Linked DNA regions of Mus musculus: region 1 is linked to region 2. Evidence: chromatin contacts called from public promoter capture Hi-C data. All regions are on one chromosome and are shown on one strand. The core of a region is the stretch at or near the end of the contact, and the rest is flanking DNA. Distances in the headings are between cores, read along the strand shown. Region 1 holds the start of Hoxa4 (homeobox A4). Region 2 holds the start of D030074P21Rik (a long non-coding RNA gene).

The links. Promoter capture Hi-C pulls out the DNA fragments that hold promoters and counts their contacts.
Region 1: a contact with region 2 is called in a promoter capture Hi-C map of liver, with 12 times the contacts expected there. The contact joins the promoter of Hoxa4 here to the promoter of D030074P21Rik in region 2. A contact is called at or near these places in 3 of 39 promoter capture datasets (liver and pre-B cells), 3 of 484 Hi-C or Micro-C datasets (cerebellum, cerebral cortex and rod photoreceptor) and 1 of 115 datasets of contacts at active chromatin or transcription factors (astrocytes).

What each region holds. Positions count from the first base shown.
Region 1 is chr6:52,189,867-52,194,748 of GRCm38.p6, forward strand. It overlaps Hoxa4 (homeobox A4), which reads right to left and starts at 1,837. Exons shown (of 2, transcript NM_008265.4): 1 at 1,312-1,837; 2 at 1-822. The coding sequence starts at 1,822. The coding sequence ends at 476. The region is part of intron 2 of Hoxa3 (homeobox A3); the gene reads right to left. It overlaps LOC115490409 (a long non-coding RNA gene), which reads left to right. Exons shown (of 2, transcript NR_168044.1): 2 at 2,659-3,194.
Region 2 is chr6:49,210,254-49,214,748 of GRCm38.p6, forward strand. It overlaps D030074P21Rik (a long non-coding RNA gene), which reads right to left and starts at 3,007. Exons shown (of 2, transcript XR_869057.2): 1 at 1-3,007. Igf2bp3 (insulin-like growth factor 2 mRNA binding protein 3) reads right to left here. Exons shown (of 15, transcript NM_023670.3): 1 at 4,044-4,495; 2 at 3,014-3,074. The coding sequence starts at 4,218.

The DNA.
Region 1 (4,882 bases), core at 587-3,086, 3.0 Mb after region 2:
ACACCTACCATCAAGGTCTACACACTTTGAAAATTAAATAATCTGGTGAGGTCCACAAAGTCTACTCAGTAAAGCTCATGTGAGCTGCCTTAACGCAGAAGAGGAAGGAAGGTTAGAAAGCTGGGAAGCTGGGAACCGGCCTGCTTCTTCTGCATACAAGTACATGTCCCCAGTCAGCACGTGCTGTCTGGCTGACTCAAAGGTAGTCGATGGCCAGTGCTTTCTTACAGGTGTCCAATCCTGGCAAAGTTGTCCAGGTCAGCAGGTTGTTCCACTAAGCAGTAACGAGGACGAGGACAGACGTCCTCTTGGAGGGGTCACACCAACCAGGGATAATGTCTTCTTTTTGGTTATGGTTTCCAGCAAGTTGGATTTTGTTTTGGTGTCTCGGGTTTACTTAGGGAAGAGCAGATGAGGACAGGAGCAGGAGATGAGTAGGGCACATAAGTGAGAGAAACTGATCCAGGTCTCTAGATTATATGGAGGAGGGAATGGGTGTGGAAGCACCAGGGAGAGGGTGGGGATGGGGGTGTGGGCTGTGAGTTTGTGCTTTCCCAGGCGGGCCGGCAGGGGCCGAGGCAGTGTTGGAAGATCGCATCTTGGTGTTGGGAAGTTTGTGGTCTTTCTTCCACTTCATTCTCCGGTTCTGAAACCAGATCTTGACCTGGCGCTCCGACAAGCAGAGCGTGTGGGCGATCTCGATGCGGCGCCGCCGGGTCAGGTAGCGGTTAAAGTGGAATTCCTTCTCCAGTTCCAAGACTTGCTGCCGGGTATAGGCGGTTCGAGAGCGCTTAGGTTCGCCTCCGTTATAACTGGAGTTGACTGAACACCAGAACCCCGAAAGAGAAGGCCAAAGAGGAAGAAGTAGAAGAGGAGGAGGGGAGGAGAGAGGAGATAGGGTGGGGAAGAGCAATCGGACATCATCATTATATAATAACCTGACACCAAGTTCACACAAGATACATAAAAAGGCAAAGAAAATGTTTCACAGGCTATTGACAACGGGAAACACCCGAGAGCCATAAAGAATGGTGCTGGGCTTTGGGGCTGAAGAAAAGCTTCAAAGACACATGGCCGGGAGCCTCTGCCAGGGCAATTAAATTTATGGGGGCTATAATTACTGCCCTAACAGTTTGGCGTCTCGTAAATCTCAGGATAAAGGGACCCTGGGTACAAAAGGGTTCTCACGTTAGGACCAGGCTGCGGGCGGCGCGCACACACCCACAGCCAAAGCGCCGGCCAGATGGGGGTCCCCTCCCGCGCCCTGCCCCGCGCCCCCACGCCCGCTGCCCTCCCGGCGGCGCCACATACCGGCGCTCACGTGGATCTTCTTCATCCAGGGGTACACCACCGGCTCCTTGCCCTTCGGGCCCGCCGGGCCCTGGTCCGCCAGCAGCAGCGGGCACGCGGGGGCGCTGCCCCCCGTCGCGACAGCCGGGGTGGTGGGGCCGGGAGCGCAGTGCCGAGGGGGCGCGGGGGGCTGCGGGGCCGGGCTGGGGTGCGCGCCGGGGGCCGGGGACTGCTCGGGTCGCGCGGGGCTGGCCCCGCGGCAGGCGTAGGGACAGGCGGCGGCGGGCGCGGGGTACAGGCCCCCGGGGTAGCTGGGCTCGCGCGCCCGCGGCGCGTAGTAAGCGGGGGGCTGGCGGGCCGCGTGCGGGTTCGGGGCCGGCAGGTGCGGGGCGCTCTGGGGCCGCGGGTAGCCGGGACCCCCGCCCACGGCGCCGTCCCCACCGCCCGGGCCACCGTGCGGGGCGAACTCCTCGAAAGGAGGGAACTTGGGCTCGATGTAGTTGGAGTTTATCAAAAACGAGCTCATGGTCATTAATTTGTGAAGTGCAAAAATACTAATTTTTCTCGCGGTGTCGTTTTTCTGCGCTCGCCGAGGCCCCTCCCCCTCTCGCCGCGCTTCCCATCCCCCCCCCCCCCCCCCCCCGGCCCCGGCGCCCGCCCCTCCCCCCGCTGTCAAACGACTGCCCCTCCCCCTCCCGCCGTCGCCGCCGCCGAAGTCCGCGCCGCTCCTCCCCCGCCCGCGCGCGCTCCCCGTGGCCCTGCGCGCCCCGCCCCCGCGCCCCACGTGCTGCGATCCGGCCAATGGGAAATCCGCGCGCGCGGACCCGGATCAGGAAACGCGCGGGGGATGCGTGATGGATGCTGCTAGCCTTCAGGGTGGGAGAAGCGAGCTTGGGTTCCTCGGGCCCCCCAACTTGGGTTCCGGCTGAGAAGTTGGGGCCTGTTAGACTGCGGGTCCTTTCGAGCCCTGTTCCTGCCCACGTCTGTCCTAGGCCTCTGGGCAGCTGGTCGCCACGACTCAGCGCCGATCTCCAGTCCAACCAGGCTTCGGGTGGTCCTCCGAGGGTTCGAGGCCCTCCAGGAGAGGGAAGGGCACTGGGACCAAGAGGCAGACCCTGGCTTTTTATCCTAGCTCTGGAATAAAACGAAGGAGGCCTACGGACCCATTTTTCTCGCCCTTTGATTCTTTGTCCACGCCCTACACATCCACCCGGCTGTTAGGGAGTCCCTGCTTTGCGAAGCCAGGGCTGGAGCTGCACAGGGAGGATGGGTAGAAGGGCCGCTGAACAAGCGGGTCAAGGAAGTACAGCAAGCGAGGGCGATCCACTAAAACCTCGTGGATACTTATTTTTACTTTTTTTCTTTCAGACGCAGAATTTGTACATTATTTTTTCATTTAAAGACTTGGAACCTTCCTATATTGCAGTTGATGGAGGTGCTGAGGAGAGCTAAATGTGCCTCCTTTATTAGGCGCTATTGTGAGACCTCCACCCCAGAGTGGGAAGAGAGACGACGCCTGCACAAAACCCGGCTTCGAATCCAGTAACTTCGCGTTTCAGAACAATCACCAAACAAAAACAAGTTTGAGATACAATAAGACCCTGCCTGGTCTAATTGTCAATCGGTCTTTTCTAACTTTTCCCTCCCTTCTCCTTTTGGATGCTGTTTCCTCGTGCAGGATCTAAACCAAGGGCTATATTTACAGACCAGCCCGCGATTGCTGAAAAATTAGCATTTTAACGATATCAGTAGCTCTGGAAAGGAGAGAGAAGGGACTGTTGCCTGCCATTTGGTAATTGAAATTTGATGGGTAAACTAATTATGCCATTATTATTAACAAATAAATTACTTATTAATTCCACCTAATGTTGATCTTTGAAGTAAATACTGATGCCTCACTCGTACCTGGAATTGTGCTCTTTCTTTCTTCTGAATAGCAGACACGCCTAGATCCTTTGCATGATGGTAAAGCAGTGCAAACTATCACCGCCATTCTAAAAAATAACTCTCCTCTGGGTATGCAAAGCAGTTTCCGTTGGTGCACCTTGCTGATTTTTCAGAGAGCAGGATAGAACAACGGCCTTCTCAAACGCAGACCAGGAAAGTTATAACCCAAGCCTAGAGACACTTCAGAAAGAACATCCATTCTATCTTCATTCATATCTGTTACTCACTTGAGCTACTAAATACTGGGATATATCCTATTTGATAGATAGTCATTTAATGCTTAGACACATGAAGACTATTATTGAGACTAATCTTTAAAGTAATTTAGGGAAAGAGGTTAAAAAAAGGATCATGTTAGTTTCTTATTGAAATCATCCTGAAGTAGTACAAAGAGATTTTCCACACTGGGTGTCTGTGCTGGTAAAGAGAGCTGTCCACTGACAGGAAGCACCATGATTTTTTTTTTAAATGAAAATCTGAGCCATAGATGGAAACCAACAAAGATTCTAATCTCTAGATATCTTCTCTAGACTGGAGGAAGGAAATCTAGCCTGATGTGGCTACTTTAAACTGATATCTCTCTCTAGCAAGAAAATAGCAAGAAAATAGGTACACAAATGAGACAGGAGACATCTCTAACATTAGTAGCACACAGACAGACCATACAAATACACATGCACTGCATATCTGCATGTGTTCAGGTTGGATGAAAAGCTTGAGGAAATCTAGTCTGCTTCTGGTGTCACCAACCCTGAGCACTGGAGGAGTCCTAACCATGTCTGTTTAATATTATTTACAGAGTCTAAGACACAAAAATCCATGTTGTTTAGCCTCAGAATGGTCTACAGAGTTTCCACGTTTTAAGTATTAAGGAGGCACTGTTTTGTATACGGTTAAGCTAGAGGACTTAACTCTGTTTCCTGAGGTTCTATTAAGGAGGATGGGCTGACACAATCCCCCAAGGCCTGTAACACGTCTTTGAGCTCCTATCATAAACACAAACGGAGCCAGGACCACCAAGTGTTATCTCACACACCGACATTTTGACATTTTACTGCAAGATTTATGGCTGTAATAAACAATCTCAGTACCTTTCCTGAACCTTCCACAGCCTCCCTTTGCAAGCAAGCCATAGCAAAAATCCCATGGAATCAAATAATCATTTGGAAAAAAAACAGTAAACCTAAGAAGCATCTCTTGCCTTCAACATGAGATCCAAGACACCAAACGAAAGGTAGAAAGAAAGTAACTCAATTAGGAAAACAAGCCAAAGTTTACCACAGCAGCATCTTGCCTGGGGATGGGATGCCCTGAAATGGAGCAGAGAGGGAGCCTGCTAATCTTCGCACACCAACTGGCTCTAGTCCCAAGCGGGGTTGAAGCACTATTTTTTCCTTGGGAAACTGGTAAGCACAATTGTTCCTTTCCATGTGCAGGGATAGCATATATTCCCCAAATCGCTATCTTAAAACCCCATTAAGTGAAATAACTTTTCATCATGTCCTTGCATCCCAGATGGAGTCGAAGGGAGTCTGAGGGAGAGGGAGGGCGAGAAGGACCCAGTGTTTGCAGCCTGGTTTGAATCTGATTTGAATCATTTTGAATATATTTGGAACAGCCTTCCCACTTGAATGCAACCCTGTCC
Region 2 (4,495 bases), core at 1,757-4,256:
ACTTCTTCCTCACTCACCTCAAATCCGAGAGTTAAAAAAAAAAAAAAAAAAAAAATCAGGCCTGCCTCTGGAAGCTATCAAGCCTTCCCATGCTGTATCTTTTCTTGATTTTGGAACTGAGGGTGTAACACCATCTCAAAGTCCAAAGCATGCTTCTTTTCTGCAAACAGGGATCCTCGGGCCCTGTGCACTCCGCTGTAATCTACAACAGAGGGGCGTCTGAATGCAGAAAAGCCACATTCCTTCCACATTCCCTTGAGACTTCAGTAATGGGGAACTAAGCTTGGTTTGAACCAAACTCAACAATACCCCCTTCCTGCACGGGTCCCGCCCAGCTCAGCTTGCAGCCAGCCTGCAAGCATCCAATCACCTCTGTGCCTGCTCCCCTGTCCATCCCTCTCAGTGCGGCCAGAAACATTCCCCAGCACTCGGCTCCTCCCGACATGCCTTGCAAACAGGTATAAAGGTCACTGCCCTGCAAGTAGGCGTGCCTGCCTCAGATGCCCACATAGTGGTGGAAAATGACTGCAAAGCATAACAAACTCCATCCCAAAGTTCAGCAGGCTACCCTGACGACCAATCGATCTGACTGTGCTGTGCAATCAAGTCACTATCAAAGCAATCCACATGATCAATCACTAACAAAATAATCCACACCTTGCCATAGGTGGGTGAGTGCGCACATAGGGGCCAGGTCACTTCCTGGCTCTTCCAGAGCCTGTGAAATGATGGAAGGGTCCAGATAAGAAGAACTGCACAGCTTCAAGGGTCAGTGAAAACTAAACTATAATGGAGATGAACACTAAAGTTTCCAGAGAGACACAGAAGTCTTTATGCAAAACACTTCAGTAAAGGATTTCTAGCACTCAACTGCTCCCAAGTCAGAAAAACAGAAAGGTACTCCGTCAGCTCACTTCACTCTACCTGTAAGGCCTACGTCACTGGCTAGTAAGACCACATTTAAAACCCTACGCATTCTGGTAGTGGGGTGGGGGGCCAGGGCAGGAAAAGCTTCTGTTGTTATTAATAAACTGAAGAAGCAAGCGTCCAGTAAACATTTGCCCCCACTTGTTACTATCTCCTAGTCTTCCAAAAGAGGAACCCTGCAATTCAAACAGTAACAAGTAACTGTTTCCAGCATAAGCAAAGCTTTAGGAGGAAGACTAGCAGTTGTTACCCAAGTTCCTAAATTAATTCTCCACACATGGGAAGACATTAACTTCAAAAATAAAAAACAGAGGATACAGCAAACTGAGGTCAACCCATTAGCTGGAGCTGAAAAACTCACTTAATGTTTTTAAATTTAAAAAGACATTTAATGTTTTAAATTCACAACAGTCCCTTTGTTAATTATAATCATTTGCCCTGCCCAAGGATTCTGGAGTGGAAGGCCTCTGGCATGCTAGGCAATCATTCTACTAATAGGGTACAACACCAGCTCTTCGTTTTGTTGTATTGCTTACTTTTAATTCTACAGTGGATTTAAAAACCAAGAGCTAAGGGTGTGCCTCAAGTGGTAGAGTGCTCGCCTGCATAAACCAACCCCTTGAAAGATTGGGGGGGAGAGGGGAGTGACGGGAAGGGGGCCGGAGGGACAAGCACTAAGACACACTGGATAAACATGAAACCAACTAGCATGTGTGCAATAAGGTTCGTTTTTCCAAAATGGCTGATTCACAGGCTAGGTCTCTAAACTTCTTAAGGGCAAATGAGTTGTGCCTCAATTGTTTAAATTCCTATGAAACCAAGATCAGTTTGATACTTTTTATCCACATCTACTTTAGAAGAGTAAACAAAAATAATAAAAGACTACATTCTACTATATGAAATAACTTGACCCTTATCAAAATAGACCTAAATCTGGTTACACAAATATCTTTCCAATTATCTTAGGCGAAATTAAACAAGGACTTAAAAAGGAACCTACAAGTATCCACACTAGTTTATTTCTAAAACGAGGAGTGTGAAGTGATTCATGTGGAAGAGAGCTTCATTCAAAACAGTCACACAGCATTCTTGCCCTCTGTCTCTGCAGGGCAAATCCCTCTGTCCCCCAGAGCACACTCTCAGAAACACTTAACCAGATACACACAGCCCTGGTTTGAATTAACTTCAGGCTTATTGTTTGCTCCAGGTTAGGAATGGGGGAAGACTGAAAAGCCAGCCAGAAACCCTAACCCCACCTTGCAAAACCCAGCAGGCTAACCTCAGTCTTTCCAGTTAAGAGTTACAGAGTCGGGGGGGGGGGGGGGGGGGGGGAGGGCAGGGAGGGAGGGGAAGGGGGGCGCTTCTCCAAAAAGCTTCAGTAGCTAAAATAGCCTGCAAATATTTTGTAAAGTGACAGCTACAGATGCTCTCATAGAAGAGAAATCTCAGTGAAGTTGCAGATTCCCCCAGCCTTCACCGTCTCTTGGTGATTATTTGTAAGCAAAATACACCAAGGGACAGGAGGAGCTGGAACAAAGGCACTGTTAGGAAAAAAAAAAACAACAACAACAAAAAAAAAAAAACAACTTTGGAGTGTTTGAAAGGCCCCAGGACCCCAGCATTCACTGTGTTCCAATGGCCGCTGGCTGGCCAGTGAACCAGGGCAAAAGCAACTGTGTTCCTCCTCCTGTATTAGAAGCGCCCACCACGGCGGACCAGCTTCTCCACATCTGTCCTGGACCTGTCTTCTAAATCCCGTAGGTTCCCAAAGACTATTGGCTTTTGAAACTCGGGCTGCCAGTTGAGACCTAAACCTGCTCTGCCAAGAACATGTAGCTGTGAGAGCTTCCTTGACAGGCTTTTAAAACAGCAACAATAACCCAGAAGCAGGGGCCGCAGGCAAGCCCCCATTTACGTCCCAGAATTATCAACGCGCGCGCACACACACCTGCCATAAACTTAAAGGCAAGCAGAAAAAGAGCTAGCTGAACCGTGGCCCCAGCGTGTAAGCCAAAGGGTCCGAGTTTGCATCTGTGTTCTGTGCTTCCTCCCTAAAAAGCGGCCAGAAAAGGGTAAATCCGCTCACCTCTGCCGTTTAGGGACCGAGTGCTCAACTTCCATCGGTTTCCCATGTAGTTCCATTTTACCTGTGAACACACAAGAGGCAAGACGACGGGCTAAATTCAGCAGCTTTCCCCACCTTGAAATCTACAGTCTTTAAGAGAAAACACACCCTGCTTCAGTGACCTCAGCAGGGCCCCAAGATTCCCACCCGACTCAAGGACAAGGGAGGAGCAGGGCAAGGAGAGGGTGCAGAGCTGACCCTTCGGGTGGGTGTGGCTTTTTAACTTGCAGAAAGCTGGGGAGGGAGAGCAAGAGTCAGGCTCACCACTTGGGTTGCAATTTTCGCCTCCTGACCCCCTCCAAGGGCCACCCCGCACCCCAAGGTCTGCAAGAGACACACCCCCAACAAACAGCCTGCCATGGGGGCGCGCGGCCTTCTTTCTGGTCCACATCCAGGTTGGCCTGGAGCACTGGGCGATGGGATTAAAGAGCCAGGGTGCCAGGAGGAGATTGGGCGGCCGGGGTGCTGGTCCACGCGCGCTGACCCATCAAGGCGCCGGCCTCGAGTCCAGCTGGGGACGGTGGAAACCGAAAGGCACGGACAGCTGCTCTCCCCTCGGGCATCCAGGCAGAGCGCACTCAGACACCCGGGCCGCGGCTGCGCGCACGGGCCGGGACTGCGGCGCCGCGCGTGGCAGGGCTGCCGTTCTGGCAACAGCCGGCCGCCGCCGCCCACCTGCCCCTTTCGCTCTAACGACCCCGCGAGGTGGACGCGGCGGCGTGGAGCGGGACCGCCTGGACGCGGCCTCCCCCCGGGCGTAGGCTCAGGCCACTTTCTGTTCTCTACGGCTGGGGGACAGCGACCAGACAGAGGGCCCGGCGGGCGTCCACGCTGGGCCCCAAGGCCCGCCTGGCCCGGCCTGCAGCACGCGCCGCGCCGCGCCCCGCGACTGACAGCGCGTCCCCCTCCCCACCCCCACCCGCCCCGCAAGCGGGGTCCCGGATGGCAGCTGCGGAGACGGGGAGGCCCCGACCACGCGCGCGGGCCCCACCTGAAAGCGCCTCGATGGCCTTGAGGGCCCAGCCCTCGTCCGGGCAGTCCACGAACGCGTAGCCCGTCTTCACCAGGAAGGGGCCCGCCACCGGGATCTTAGCGTCCTTGAAGACACTTTCCAGGTCCGCGGGGCCGGCGTGGTCGCTGAGGTTCCCGATGTACAATTTGTTCATTGTGAAAAGGGGTCGTTTTAAAACCCGAGGAAAATGCTAAATTAAAAAAAGCACCCACGGCGGAGGATGGAGCCGGTGGATTTTGTTCCTCTCCTCTTGGCTTTCAAACCCACACAGTGACCCAAGCACGGGAGCGGCGGGCGAAAACCAGATCCCAGGGTCCTTTTTCCTCTTCTGGGTATTAAAAAAAAGAGAGAAAGAAAAAGCCTAGCGACGAGCCCAGCGTCGAGTCTTCCTAACTCTGGGGAGGAGGCGGGATTAGCGAGAGAAAGGAGGA